3 separate regions of the Mus musculus genome follow, and all the other regions are linked to region 2. The links are chromatin contacts, called in public HiChIP or PLAC-seq and Micro-C maps. All regions are on one chromosome and are shown on one strand. Each heading gives the region's core, a stretch centred on a gene start, on an enhancer-like site or on the middle of the called end of the contact. The rest is flanking DNA. Distances are from core to core; before and after follow the strand shown.

Evidence for each region. A called contact is a pair of places that touch in the nucleus more often than the background predicts. HiChIP or PLAC-seq counts read pairs in DNA pulled down with a chosen protein or histone mark.
Region 1: a contact with region 2 is called in a Micro-C map of trophoblast stem cells, with 6 times the contacts expected there. The contact joins the promoter of Mixl1 here to the enhancer-like site in region 2. A contact is called at or near these places in 4 of 39 promoter capture datasets (the C10 cell line, hematopoietic stem and progenitor cells, maxillary cranial neural crest and 1 more), 1 of 484 Hi-C or Micro-C datasets (trophoblast stem cells), 3 of 115 datasets of contacts at active chromatin or transcription factors (double positive thymocytes and embryonic stem cells) and 3 of 9 other capture datasets (adipose tissue, liver and pancreatic islet).
Region 3: a contact with region 2 is called in an RNA polymerase II HiChIP or PLAC-seq map of embryonic stem cells, with 13 read pairs. The contact joins two enhancer-like sites. A contact is called at or near these places in 5 of 39 promoter capture datasets (the 3T3-L1 cell line, the C10 cell line, macrophages and 1 more), 2 of 115 datasets of contacts at active chromatin or transcription factors (both in embryonic stem cells) and 2 of 9 other capture datasets (adipose tissue and liver).

The regions. Positions count from the first base shown.
Region 1 is chr1:180,694,475-180,698,985 of GRCm38.p6, reverse strand. It overlaps Mixl1 (Mix1 homeobox-like 1 (Xenopus laevis)), which reads left to right and starts at 1,952. Exons shown (of 2, transcript NM_013729.3): 1 at 1,952-2,366; 2 at 4,065-4,511. The coding sequence starts at 1,974. The coding sequence ends at 4,367.
Region 2 is chr1:180,792,946-180,797,146 of GRCm38.p6, reverse strand. No RefSeq gene overlaps it. Among named protein-coding and RNA genes, the nearest start is that of 2900024J01Rik, 17 kb to the right of the region's middle. Within about 2 kb of position 2,851, at least 110 of the 459 cell types and tissues checked have an H3K27ac peak or open chromatin away from gene starts, as enhancers often do. A contact at or near this core is called in embryonic stem cells, hematopoietic stem and progenitor cells, pancreatic islet and 1 more, where this site is marked.
Region 3 is chr1:180,888,428-180,892,952 of GRCm38.p6, reverse strand. No RefSeq gene overlaps it. Among named protein-coding and RNA genes, the nearest start is that of Lefty2, 2.4 kb to the left of the region's middle. Within about 2 kb of position 2,997, at least 26 of the 459 cell types and tissues checked have an H3K27ac peak or open chromatin away from gene starts, as enhancers often do. A contact at or near this core is called in embryonic stem cells, where this site is marked.

The sequences.
Region 1 (4,511 bases), core at 703-3,202, 97 kb after region 2:
TTCAAGAGGCTGAGACAGGTAGATCTCAAGTTCAAGGCCAGCCTGGGCTATCTCGTGAGACCCAGTCTCTGAATTGATGAACAAATGGCAGAAGATGTAGCATAGCCCTTCCAGTGCTTGTCCAGCATTTACAAGGCCTTGTTTGAGCCCCAGCATTGCATAAAATCAGGCATTGTGTGGAATGTCTGTAAAGAGAGCTTTGCATCCTGGAAGTCCATCCTTGGCTACATAGAGAGTGTGAGGCTAGCCTGGTATACACGAGACCCTGATATATGTACGGGGTAGGAGTAGAAAAATAAAAGCATAGAAAAATCAAATTCTGATTTTTCCATTCCATACACTGTGAAACTGAAAAACTGTCAAAGAAATAGAAGAAGAAAGAAAGGGAGAGGGGTTGGAGGTGTGTGTGTGTGTGTGTGTGTGTGTGTGTGTGTGTGTGTGTGTGTTTGAGGGGAAGGGATCAGATGGAAAAGCAGGCCTGGGGAGTCTTAGCATCCGCATAAAGCAGGAGGCCAGGACACTTCCCACGACTCCCCAGCTGGTGGACAGGTCAAGCCTAGAACTTGCCGATCACTCTGTGCTTTGACACTTGGGATAATTGCCCATAGTAAAGATATGGCCACTTGCTGCTCTTCCAGAGGGTCAGTTCTCAGCACTGTATCAGGTGGCTTACAACCCATTACTTCCCAGCACTGTGTCAGGCAGCTTACAACCCACTTCCCTCTTTTGGCTTCTTTGGGGGCTCACATGCGTATTAGTAGACAGGATGCACTCATGGCCAGCACATATACTTTCTCCTATGATACTTCCCATTAGCATTGAAGACGTTGCAGGAACAGGTCCTGGGCTGGGCTGTGGAATACCCCTTCCTCTGCAGGGAGCCCCTTTGAGGCCTTGCAAGCCGTGCTCCTTGCCCTGCCTGCCTCTGCACCCTTCTGCTATAGTGCTGCATGCCTCTGATTTCTCTATGAAGCAACTTGGCTTCTGTCTCAACAGATGTTCCCTGAGGGTCTTGCTTAGGATTTTCCAGTCACTGGGTCCTATTCTCAGGACCAGAGGGTAAGGAGGTGGGGAGAGACTTATATGAATAAATGAATGCATGTGTGCACTAGGGGAAGCAGATATAGAAGTCACAACTAAACTACAAATCCGCATAAAACAAACCAGGAACCTCAAATGAACCCCAGGGGACAAAGGAAATAGTAATGGCATCAGAGGGAGCAGAAACTTCAAGGAGTGGCATCAGAGGGAGCAGAAACTTCTCGGGTTCTGAGCACTGTTGGGATTCTTTAGGAGCGCTAACCCCGTACAACTTCAGCCCGTCCAATTTACAGCATTCTTGTTGACAGGTCACAGATACTCTAGGCAGGAGCAGCGTCACTGTTCAGGATGTGTGCCTGTCCCCTTTGAGATCTCTTTATCTTCACCCCCCCTTGGATTCAGGATGTGTCAGGGTGGTTTGCCGAGGGCAGGGCTAGGCTGTTTAACCAACCTGGAGTAAGGTCTAGCACATAGCAGGGGTGGTAAATAGCGCCTTTGATGGTGACAGGCGGACAGCGGGCCAGGCACAGCGCGGGGGACCTACGAACCAAGCCCCCAAGAGATTCAGGCGCTCTTGAGAGGTCTTCTGGCCCAGAAGAGGGGGTTCTGTCCAAGTCCGGCCTGCACTTGGGGCGACCCCACCGGGGCAAAGCGGTTCGAGGTATGTGGATTGGTGGTTGGACTGGCTGGCGGATGGGCGGAGAAGGGACGGAGCGGCCCGGACTCAAGTTCGCGCCTCCCTCATTCCGTCCCCGGGTCAGCGGAAGCGATTATTCCCGCGGCGTCTGGCGGGGCTGGGGCGGGCTCGCACCCCGAGGAGACGAGACGCGGCTTCCCTGCACCCACGCCTTTGATGGCGCCGCCGCCCCCTCCCCGGCTCCGGGCCGCTATAACTGCAGGCGCGCGGGGGTACAGGGAAGCGTCCGGGAGTCATGGCCGCAGCAGGGTCCCAGCAGCTCCAGTTCGCAGAAGGCGCCGCTTTCCCCATCTTCCCCGCCGCGCATCCCGGAGGGCAGCTGCTCCCAGCCATGCGCCCAGCCTCTGGGCTGCCCGCGGCGCCCCACGACTCTCGCGCCCCAGCAGCCACGCAGTGCTTTCCAAACCGCGACTCCAGTCCCACAGCGCAGACCCCCGCCGGCCTGGATCCGCCCGGACCCTCCAAAGGCTCGGCCGCCCCGTCGGCGCCACAGCGCCGCAAGCGCACGTCGTTCAGCTCGGAGCAGCTGCAGTTGCTGGAGCTCGTCTTCCGACAGACCATGTACCCAGACATCCACTTGCGGGAGCGCCTGGCTGCGCTCACGCTGCTACCCGAGTCCAGGATCCAGGTGAGTCGCGGTCGCAGCTGCGCGTTCCAGTGGAGGTGCTGGGAAGTCACAGGCTTGTTGGGCCATTTATTCTGTGGGGGAAAAGTTACTCTCTTTGAACCTCATGGTTCTAGACTGCAAACTGGGATGTCAGTTAAGGCCGCGTTACCATGTGATTGATCTGGGCAGCTAAGGGGCTTGCGGACCCATTGAAAGGTCCCAGCAGGAAGGTAGTCATTGCACTCTTTCCCAGCGTCCAGTAAGGAGAGAGAGAGAGACAGAGACAGAGAGACAGACAGAGAGACAGAGAGAGAGAGACAAGCCTTCCTCTGGCTTTGATTCTAAGTAGCAGAGCAGGGTTGGATCACCTTCAAAACAAGCAAGAACTTCTTGTCACTTTGAAAAAATATTGCAAAGTGAGTTTATTGTCTGAGGTCGATCATTTAGATCAGAGTTTTGGAGATGATAGGGAGAAGCCTCTCTCTCTCTCTCTTGCTCTCTCTCTCTCTCTCTCTCTCTCTCTCTCTCTCTCTCTCTCTCTGTGTGTGTGTGTGTGTGTGTGTGTGTGTGTGTGTGTGTGTGTGTGTGTGACTGAGACAAGTTCATGCTGCGTAGTCCAAGCTGGACTTCAATTCACAATCCTTCTGCCTCAGCTTCCTGGGTGCTTGGATTACAGGTAGGTTCCCCAACACCCAGTTTAGACGCTTGCCTCAGGAGGGTGGACATTTAGTGTTTATTTTTTTCCTGGACTTAGGGTGACTACTCAACTGTCACTTTTTTACCCCCTCCAGTCAGGGTTTCTCTGGGTAGCCCTGGCTGTCCGGGAATTTGCTCTGGAGACCAGGCTGGCCTTGAAATCAAAGATGTGCCTCCTTTGTCTAGGATTAAGGGGGTGTGCCACTATCTCCTGGCTTCAACTGTCACTTTCAGCAGTTGTCACCCTGGGCTTCCTATGCAGAACACGTTTGTGGGGAAATAGTAAAGACATTTACACACAGAAACGAGCTTCACGGAGGAAAAATACCTACTGGGATTGAAGGGGTATGCTACCACCACCAGGCTGAGACCGTCTTTTTTTTTTTTTTTTTTTTTTTGGTTTTTCGAGACAGGGTTTCTCTGTATAGCCCTGGCTGTCCTGGAACTCACTTTGTAGACCAGGCTGGCCTCGAACTCAGAAATCCGCCTGCCTCTGCCTCCCGAGTGCTGGGATTAAAGGCGTGCGCCACCACGCCCGGCTTTCTTTCTTTCTTTTTTTTTTTAATGTGTAAAATGAAAAGCAGACAAACAACCAAGTATAGCAAGTGTAGACAGAACCAGACAGCATTCCAGCTTTGCATCTGAGAATGATGACTGAGAAGGTTTGGAGCTCTGAACATCAAACCATTGGTTCAAGTGCTTTCTGTAAGCCCCAGACTTTGAGCAGAGAGTCAAGGCTAATATGCAGTTTTATCGGTAGAGTGCTTGCCTAGCATGCACGAAACCCTGGGTTCCATCCTCAGGTACCACGCAAACCACTCGTGGTGGTGCAGCCTGTAACCCCAGCTCTGGAGTGGAGGAAGGAGAATCATAAATTCAAGGTCAAGGTTCTCCTTGGCTACAACCCGAGGTTGAGGTCAGCACTGGCTAGAGAAGCTATCTCAAGCAAACCCCCAAACAAACTAACAATAAAAACCCCAACCGGAAGCAGCTGAACAGTTTTTTTCTCCTCTTGTCCCCCAGGTGTGGTTCCAGAACCGACGGGCCAAGTCCAGGCGCCAGAGTGGGAAGTCATTTCAGCCCTTATCCTCAAGGCGGGGAGTTTTCCTCCATTGCCCTGCTCCTGGGACTGAAGCTAGGTGTTTGAAGCCTCAGCTGCCCCTGGAGGCAGATGTGAACCACGTTCCGGATCCCAGCATGACTGGAGGAGGCGTCTGCACATCTGGTTCTCAGAGTTTTGAAACGTATTCGTCTCTCTCTGAAGATATTGGCTCAAAGTTGGACTCCTGGGAGGAGCACATCTTTTCTGCCTTAGGTAACTTCTGAGGATTCTGGGAGCGTTGAGGATGCACTCAGGGAGATCTGGGAGATTGGAGCTGATCTCCTGACTGGCCATGGCCTCGGTTCTGGATCATCTCTCACATTTTGGTTCCCTTCTCTGACACTGAGCCTTTACTGCTGGCTTGTTCT
Region 2 (4,201 bases), core at 1,602-4,101:
GGTGGTAAGAGATGCATTGGTGAGATCATTCCAGCTGCTGTGTGTCAGTACACGAAGAGCAGGAAGGAGGACCAGATGGGAAACCATTTAGTAAGCTAAATGTGCAGTGACAGAGCGCACTGGACTTAGTGGTGGCAACCTGGATGTTCTTGAAAGATAGGATGGCGAGGACCTGGTGGATGTAGTGGCTGTGACTCTGCCTGAGAAAAGAGGGTCAGTGGTGCCAGGGACTGGGGTCTGAGTGGCTACAGGGAAGATGTTACTGAATGGAACAAGAGGCAAAGCAAGTCAGGCACTGGGAGGTGTAGGGAACCACAAGGATCAGATCCTCAGGCCACAGCTCCCACAGGGAACTTAGGCTGTGGTCCAGTGGTATTTATTTCCATTTCAGACATGAAAGGAGAAGGTGTGGGTTTGCCCTGTGTTTCATCAGTGCCCAGCCCGTGTCTCAGGTAGGTCCGTGTTTGAGGGGGTTGTTTCACTGAGATACAGTCCTACTGTGGAGCCCAGGCTGGCCTTCTGATCTTCCTGCTTCAAGTCCTGAAACTTCAGGTGGGTACCGGTGAGTCCTGCTGTCCCTGGACAGAACGACCCTGTTTCCCTGTTAAACTCCTGAGCTCCATTCCTTCATAGTCAACAGTGTTTGGTCTGAGGAGATTTCAGGCTTTGAGCAGAAAACTGTCAGACTATTGAAATTGTGACCATAACCAGAGCATTTTACCTACACTCTTGCTTTAAGAGGTGTGTGTGTGTGTGTGTGTGTTTTTCTTGAGATAGTCTGGGTATGACTTCAGTCTCAAAAGTCCCATGAGCTCACTGGTCATAGCCTATAAAAACAGCATGAGGAAATGGAGTCAGGAGGACCAGAAATTCAAGGTCATCTTTGTTTCTACATATCAAGTTTGAGAGTACCTGAACTTCATGAAAACATGCTGTCCCCCACCCCTCACCCCCACCATGGAATAGGGCTAGTGAAAAGGTTAAGATTAGTAGTGGGTAAAATATTTGCCACCAAACCTGAATACCTGAGTTTCATCCTCGGAACCCACAAGTTGGAAGGAACAATAAAGAGAAACAGTCATAAATCACTGTTATCAAGGATATATAGTAAGCTTGTTTCAGAAATATTAAGTTGCACAAAGAAGAGTTCGGTTGAAGCTGCACTCAAGGGTGACTGAGTAAGCTACCCAGATGTGTTAGCAACTGTAGGAAGGGAAAGTTTTACTTCTGACGTATTAAAGATGCTGACTGTTCATTTTGCTCACTTGCTGGCGTAGTAGCTCAAACTTTTAATTGGAGCCAGGACCCAGGAGGCAGAAGCAGACAGGTCTCTGAGTTCCAGGCCAGTCTGATCTACAGAATAAGTTCCAGGCCAGCCAGAGCTACATAGTGAAACCCTGCCTCAAAAAAACAAACAGTTGGGTGTGGTCTCAGCCAGGTGGGATGAGTTGGTTAACAGCAGCCTAGCGAAAGCAGCCCTAGTCTGTCCTGGGATAATTAGGACAATATTTGTACATTGTAAATCATCCCATTCGTCCAAACAACCAAAAGGGGAATTTCTGTCTCTGTGAAAGATGTAATTGGTCAAAATGTAACGTAGGGCCATGGATCTATACAAAATGCCAGGAGTTAGGTTCAGGGCTGGTCCCCCTTGGTGCCTTGGTGGGAACCAGTCCTACATTGCTACTCTAGGTGCTGGGGTGACTTCAAAGTTGTCCTTGAATTCCACGTGTCCTTAAAAGGAATGAGGGGATGAACAAATAAATGTAACCCCCCCACACACACACACACACAGGGTTTCTCTGTGTAGCCCTGGCTGTCCTGGAACTCACTCTGCAGACCAGGCTGGCCCTGAACTCAGAAATTTGCCTGCCTCTGCCTCCCAAGTGCTGGGATTAAAGGTGTGAGCCTCCACTGATGGCTAAATGTAACTTTTTATTTTATTTGTTTGTTTATTGGTTTTTTGAGACAGAGTTTCTTTTTGTATCCTAGGATGGCCTGGAACTCGGTCTGTAGACCAGGCTAGCCTTACTGTGTGTGTGTGTGTGTGTATATATATATATATATATGTGTGTGTGTGTGTGTGTGTGTGTGTGTGTGTGTGTGTGTATTATGTCAGTGGTGGTGCAGGCCTTTAATCCCAGCACTTCTGAGGATTAATTATGCAGAGGAAGACAGATCTCTATGAGTTTGAAGCCAGCCTGGTTTACAGAGTGAGACCAGGTCAGACAGGGCTACACAGAAAAAAACCCCATCTGGAAAAACCGACTTAAGAAATTAAACAAACAAAAACAAACAAAAAACCTAACTGGGCTGGAGGAATGCCCCAATGGGTAAGAGTACTTCCAGAGGACTTGGGTTCAGTTCCCAATACCCTCATGACAGCTCACAACTGTCTGTAACTGTAATTCTAGTTCCAGGAGCTCTGACAGTCTCACACAGACATACATACAGACAAGGCGCCAAGGCACATAAAATAAAAATTATGAGAATGTATAAAAAATCTACTTGAGTCTGATTCTGAGGAGGGAAGGGAGGGAAGGAAGGAGGGGAAGAGAGAAGTGGCTAGGATTTCATTTGTCACTAGCTTCAGCGTGAAGTCCACAGGTCCGAGGTATGCCAGGCTTGGCTGACCCAAGCACCATTGACCCTGAGGCAGCACCAAGGCAACCACGCTGGCTCCAGGCTGGCCAGCAGATGGCTGCTCATCAGCTCCTTCCCGCAAATCCCGGTCGCTGCGTGGTGTGTCGGAAGGCTAATCCTGCGGGTGCCCTGACCTCAGCCCTGACTCCGGTCCCCCATCGCTCCAGTGCATCCCTATAAGCCACGCCTCCCTGGAGCTGGCTCTTCCCGCTCCTCCTCCGTGCCGGTGACGCCCCCAAGCTCCCTCGGGCCCCCTCTGCTGTGTCCTGGGGACCGGTGCAAACTGGTTCTCCGGGTGGATTTGTACCCTCCGGAAGGAGCGGAGCTGGGCCCCGTCCCTAGTCTTTTGTGCCTGGAGAACGGGTCTGGGTCATTAAACCACTCAGCGAAAACGCCCTCTCCTCCAAAACCCCCGGGACTTGGGTGACATGTTGCGTGCAGTCTACGCCTGACTATATGCCCTTCTAGCTTTAGGTTTGTCTCCATGGGTCCCCTGCAAGGAGCTGAGAGACTGGTAATCTAGCTGACTCTTGGGAGGCCCCAAAGTAGGGATGGAGTCTAGGAGTTTTCACACCTGATGAAGCTGGCTAGGCTAATACTGTGGCCTCAAGAGGTTACAAGTCTGCGGATCCCGACAGGAAAAGGTCAGTCGTAGCAGATTGCCCCAAAGTCATCAATTCTGAGGTAACCGTGGGGCCTGAAGAGCTGAGTCAGTAGAAGAGGGAATTCTAAGCGTCCCGCCCCGGGGGGAGGAGCTAGGTCTTAGGAACACCAAAGATAGGTAACTTAAATAACTTTTCGCGCAACTGTTGTTGACTTGGACAGTCACGAGATGGGGCTACTTCCCTTTGGGACTGTTTAGCTTCTATTGGATGGGGAGGGGCCCCCAGAAGGCTGACGGGAAGGCATCCTACACACAAATGTCACAATGACGCATTACTTTGACCCTCTGCTCTACCCTAGGCCCTGTCCCCATGGTGTTTGCTCTGTGTTTGAGACCGGGTCCCCTATGTTATCCACCCCTTGAGTCCCAGACCCATATATGTTGGCCATATTACCATCTCCTTTCAGAGACCCGTTCTGCCTTGTAAGACAGAGCCTCATTCAAAGCATTGGTGCCCAGTAAGCACCTGGCTGCTTATCCCTTCTTTCCATTAGGTCAGCTGCTCCTGGGCAATCAGCTGCTCCTGTGTATGGGATTAAACCAGGTCAGGCCATTTCTACTCTGTGAAAAGCAGAGTCCTTATTCTGAGGCAATACTGTGTGGAGAACAGCGGTGGTGATGAGGTGCTGTGCGGCTGAAACACTGAGGGCAAGGAAAGCATCCCCCGAACCCACAAAGGACAAATCTCTGTCCTTAGCATGATGGAAAGAATCCAGTGTGGTCAGCTTGCACTCGGTGGCTGGCTAGGTTCCTGGCTGGGTAGCAATGTGGGCTGAACATTGGTCTCTGCTGTTGGCCAATCTACTGCTACTAAGCAGTAGATGCCAGTTAAGTTCAGTCATCCCTGTGCTGTCATATGTATAACTGCCACCCTTTCTGCCATGATCACTGCCA
Region 3 (4,525 bases), core at 1,748-4,247, 96 kb before region 2:
AGCTGTCTGGAAGACACACGGACTGAGATTTCTGTCTGTGGGGTCACTGCCTCTCAACGATACTGTTCGCTCTTGTTGGAATTATCTGATAATATCACCGTCTGTTTTGTGGGATAGAGAATTCCTCGGGGCAAAAAACAGAGAGACTCTTTCACCAGTTGTTGAAGTACTATATTACCTGCATAGCCATGGCTGGGCTGAATTCTTCAGAAACGACTCTAGGTCAGGCGGACCCCAAACTTGTGATAATCCTCCTCCCATCATCCTCTGCATGCTAGAACTACAGCTGTGTATCACTATGCCAGACCTGTTTAAGACTCTGGAAGATTCTCCATGGGCCAGTGGAGGTCTAGATTTGTCCGTGGAGGAACAAAGAGGGGCAGAGTCCTGTATTCCAGCTGTCTCTGGTCAATTCCACAGATACCCCGGAGTCAAAGGAACCGTATACATCCTTCAGTACCCCCACGGGTCTGTCCAGGTTCGTCACGGTCCTCATCACACCCCACCCCTCCCATGCCAGAGGAAGACAGATGCCGCTAACTAGAGATTTTGCTAGCATAGTCTCAGGAAACATGAAGACTGCGCATGTCTCTCTGCTCTCAGAGTGCCACAGAATGTGCCTCTTCAGACAGCAACTCCTTCTGGGAGGGCTCGCCCACTAGGCTCATACCACAAGCGCTCAGGCTTGTGTCTTGCTCATACCACAGACTTAGAGACAGAAACCATCCAGAGGCCAAATCTGCCTGGAAACATGTCCAGTCCACAGCTGCAGGCACCTGACTGGCCCTACTTCTTCTAGCTCCCAGTTTACAACAGCTGGGTCTTGATACTTGGTAAATTTTATAAATTCTCAATGCCTTGTGTTTTTATTATCTAAAGGAGCAGTTGACAATGACAGAAGACCCTGTCTCAAAACAAATACATAACATATGCGCATGCAAGATACATCCTCAGCAGACATCCATCGTATGAGTGATCATGTGTGCCAGGCCCCATCCCAAGCTGGGAGTAGGGTTCCACACAGCCCTTACGAGGCAGGTTTTAGCTGCAAGTGCATCTTTCAGATGCTGGTCAGCTCACTACAGGACAAAGTCACCTGTCCTGTCACAGTATGCAGTTAGAGGAGACCTTGCGATACAGATATTTGCATCTGCCCCCTAAGGCCTCTCTGGCTCAGAGGTCTAAGTGTGTGCAGAAGGAAACCTTTCCTGTAGCCAATGAGAGGTGAACAATGGCCACAGAGGAGCTTAAGGGCCAAAGGGCCTGGTGGACAGGGATCACCTCTCTGCCTTCCCAGGAGGACACTGGCCCCTGGGTGTGTATGCGCTGTGTTCTACCTTTCTCAAACAACCCTGAGAGCAGAGAAAACCCTCTCAGGTTCAAGGGCTCTGGGTAACAGCCCAAACACACACACACACACACACACACACACACACACACACACACACGAGTGCATGCACGAGCACACATATGTACACATTCTCACGTACATATTAATATATGTAGAAGATTTATAGTAGTAAGTGGGTGGGCTCAGAACTTAGAAGAGGAACATAACTGCCGGGCAGGGTGGCGCACGCCTTTAATCCCAGCACTCGAGGGGCAGAGGCAGAATTTCTGAGTTCGAGGCCAGCCTGGTCTACAGAGTGAGTTCCAGGACAGCCAGGGCTATACAGAGAAACCCTGTCTCAAAAAAAAACCCAAAAAAAAAAAAAAAGAGAGGAGCAGAAATAACTCTGATAAGGCTAAGGGTCTAAGTCTCTAGTACAGCATTTGCAAGTCCTTGGTTTTGATCTCTACCACGTCAAAGAAAAGAAAAAAAAATCTGTCCCTAATCATAATAAATCATGCATGCAAGATGTGTGTGTGGTTTTGGGGTGTGTGTGTGTGTGTGTGTGTGTGTGTGTGTGTGTGTGTTGGCTTTGTTTTGTTTTGTGACAAGGTCTCATTATGTAGCCCAGGCTAGCCTTGAACTCAAAGTCCTCCTACCTCAGCCTCCCTGGTGCAGAGATTCTAGGCATGTACTACCATGCCTGGCATTGTTAACTCTTTATCCCTGGGGTAGACAGGGAGGTTTGCATTATTATTTCCACTTAATAGATGAAGACACCGAGGCGTAAAACTGTTACATGACCTGTCTAAGGGCAGATATTGACTGCCAAAGTTAGGGCTATTTGGATATATATGACAGAGAGTTTGGAGGGGTCACAGGATAGGCAGGCTGAAGTAAGAGGAAATATAGAAATCCAGGCAGCTGGCCCCAGAGAGGGAAGTCCCAGGGTCACAGACCTGCTTCTCAGTCATTTTTCTCTTATCTCCCACCTCTGTTTCCAAGGAAACTAGGTAATGCCCCAGAAGGACTTCAAATGTCTCATCTGGGGCTGGGGGTAGCTCAGTGTCTGGACGCTCACCTAGCATTCGAAAGGTCCTGAGTTCCATCCCCCAGCACAGAAAAACAGAAAAACAAAATCTAATCCCATCCTGGAGCTCACATCTCCTAATGAGGAGCCCCTGAAATATAAGACCCCCACTCTGTATCCGGCTTTCTTCAAAAGGAACACCGCCGCTGCCTTCCTTTGCAAGTGATTAACAGGGAAGGGACTTTATAGGATGCTAACATTTGGGGCTTTAGTCAAGCCAAACGGCACAGAGGTGTCACATTTACAGGCCACCAGAACGTGAGGTCCTTCGTCCCTGGAAGCTCTTCTGGGCTGGTGTGCCTTAAATATGCAAGAGTTCACCACCCTTGCAATGGGCGAAAGGAAACCCTGTGGCTTATCATCGTAGCTGGCTTCGTGTCAAAATGTAACACCCAAGGCCCTGCTGTGTTCAGTAAGACCTTCTGTGCCAGAGCCAAAGGACAGGCATCTGGGGCAGATGCTTTCTGACTTGCAGATGTACACAGGGGATCTCTACCGCCACCTCAAGGACACCTTGGGTCTGAGGCCTTCTGGGGCACCCAGAGTGATCAGCAATAGAATAGCTAAGCCTAGGAAGTTCAGAATTGGGCCCTGGGTAGAAGAGGAACTGCATAGTCATTATTTGGCCTCGCTAAGGACCTGGGATAGGGAATCTCAGCTTTCTGAATCCGTCCTCTGCTTTGCAGAGAGTGTTTTTCTCTGTGTGTCTACTGCATATGTGTGTTTCCTCGCCCCCAATAAAAACACCTTGTTTTTTAAAAATATATCTTTATATTTACTTATTTTATGTATGTGAGTACATTGTGGTTCTCCTCGGACGCACCAGAAGAGGGCACACACCAGAGGACGGCATCGGATCCTATTACAGATGGTTGTGAGCCACCACATGGCTGCTGGGAATTGAGCTCAGGACCTCTGGAACAAGAGCCAGTGATCATAACCGCTGAGCCATCTCTCTAGCCTATAAAAACACCTTTTTTTTTTTTTAAGTTAAAAAGAAAAAACCTGGAATACCTGGGAGTCGCTTTAGGGACTCAGAATCCCTGGGCCCTGAGGCTGAATTGGCGAACCCTTCCCCAGAGCACTCCTGGGGTGACCTCTAGGGGCGTGCATAGGTGATCCACACTGAGAAACTAAGCCCCCTTCCCAATTTAGGGAACGCCCCATCATCATCGCCTGGTGATGTTCAGTATCAATGAAGGACTGGTCTAGACAAACCATCCTCTTTCCCTGCTAGTGTGTAGAACCAGACATCTCAGAGCAGAAACTAACTATCCAGACAGTGTAGATGGTACAGAGAAAACAGTCTCGGAGGGGCTGCAGCATTCCAGGGTCACACGGGACTGATACACAGACACTCAAAGGTCATAGCTCTTCCCACACCTCAAACTCTGTCTGCTGCTGGCTTTACTGCCAGATGCCATCCATCAGCAGCAGGCAGCTTGGGAACCCAGACGACTCGGGGTCCAATGGGGGCAGGGCAGTGTAAAACGCAGACAGAAAAACAGAGGGTCAATCTCCCAGAGTCGATCTTCCCAAGACTCCTGGATGTGGATTCCCAGGAGCCCTCGGAGTTCTGTTGGGGAAATACAGTGATTGGGCAATTAGCCACGGCCCAAAGAAGGAAGCAGATGTGGATTAGGAAACTTTTACAGTGGGCAGATTGCCCAAGTAGGGGGAGGGTGGGGCTACTTTTGTGATGCAAAAGCTAGGCCTCTCCCTCATATTGTGGATCTGAGTGGGACGGGGTGTCTGAGGTGGAGCCCGGCCCGGCCTGAAAGCCGGAAAGCACCTCCGGTCCTAGAAAGCTGTGTAAATCAGACCTCTCCCCCAAGGGCTTCTAAGGCGGGGACAGGGCAGACTTCTTTGAGGTTGCAGAGGTGCCCCCTCCTCCACCACAGCCCCGCCCTTCGGAGCTTCTATGCTGCGAATGTTCTGAGTGGTCACAGAAGTGCTGTGGCAAAATACAAACACTTGAGGCCACCACCTGATGTGTGTTCCTTAGGGCCGGTGCACAAGCACCGAACGAACTCCCCACAACCCTGTTCGCTCCATCCTCTGGGGCCCATAGTCCAGGGCGAGTCATTCCACACAGTGGGGCATCA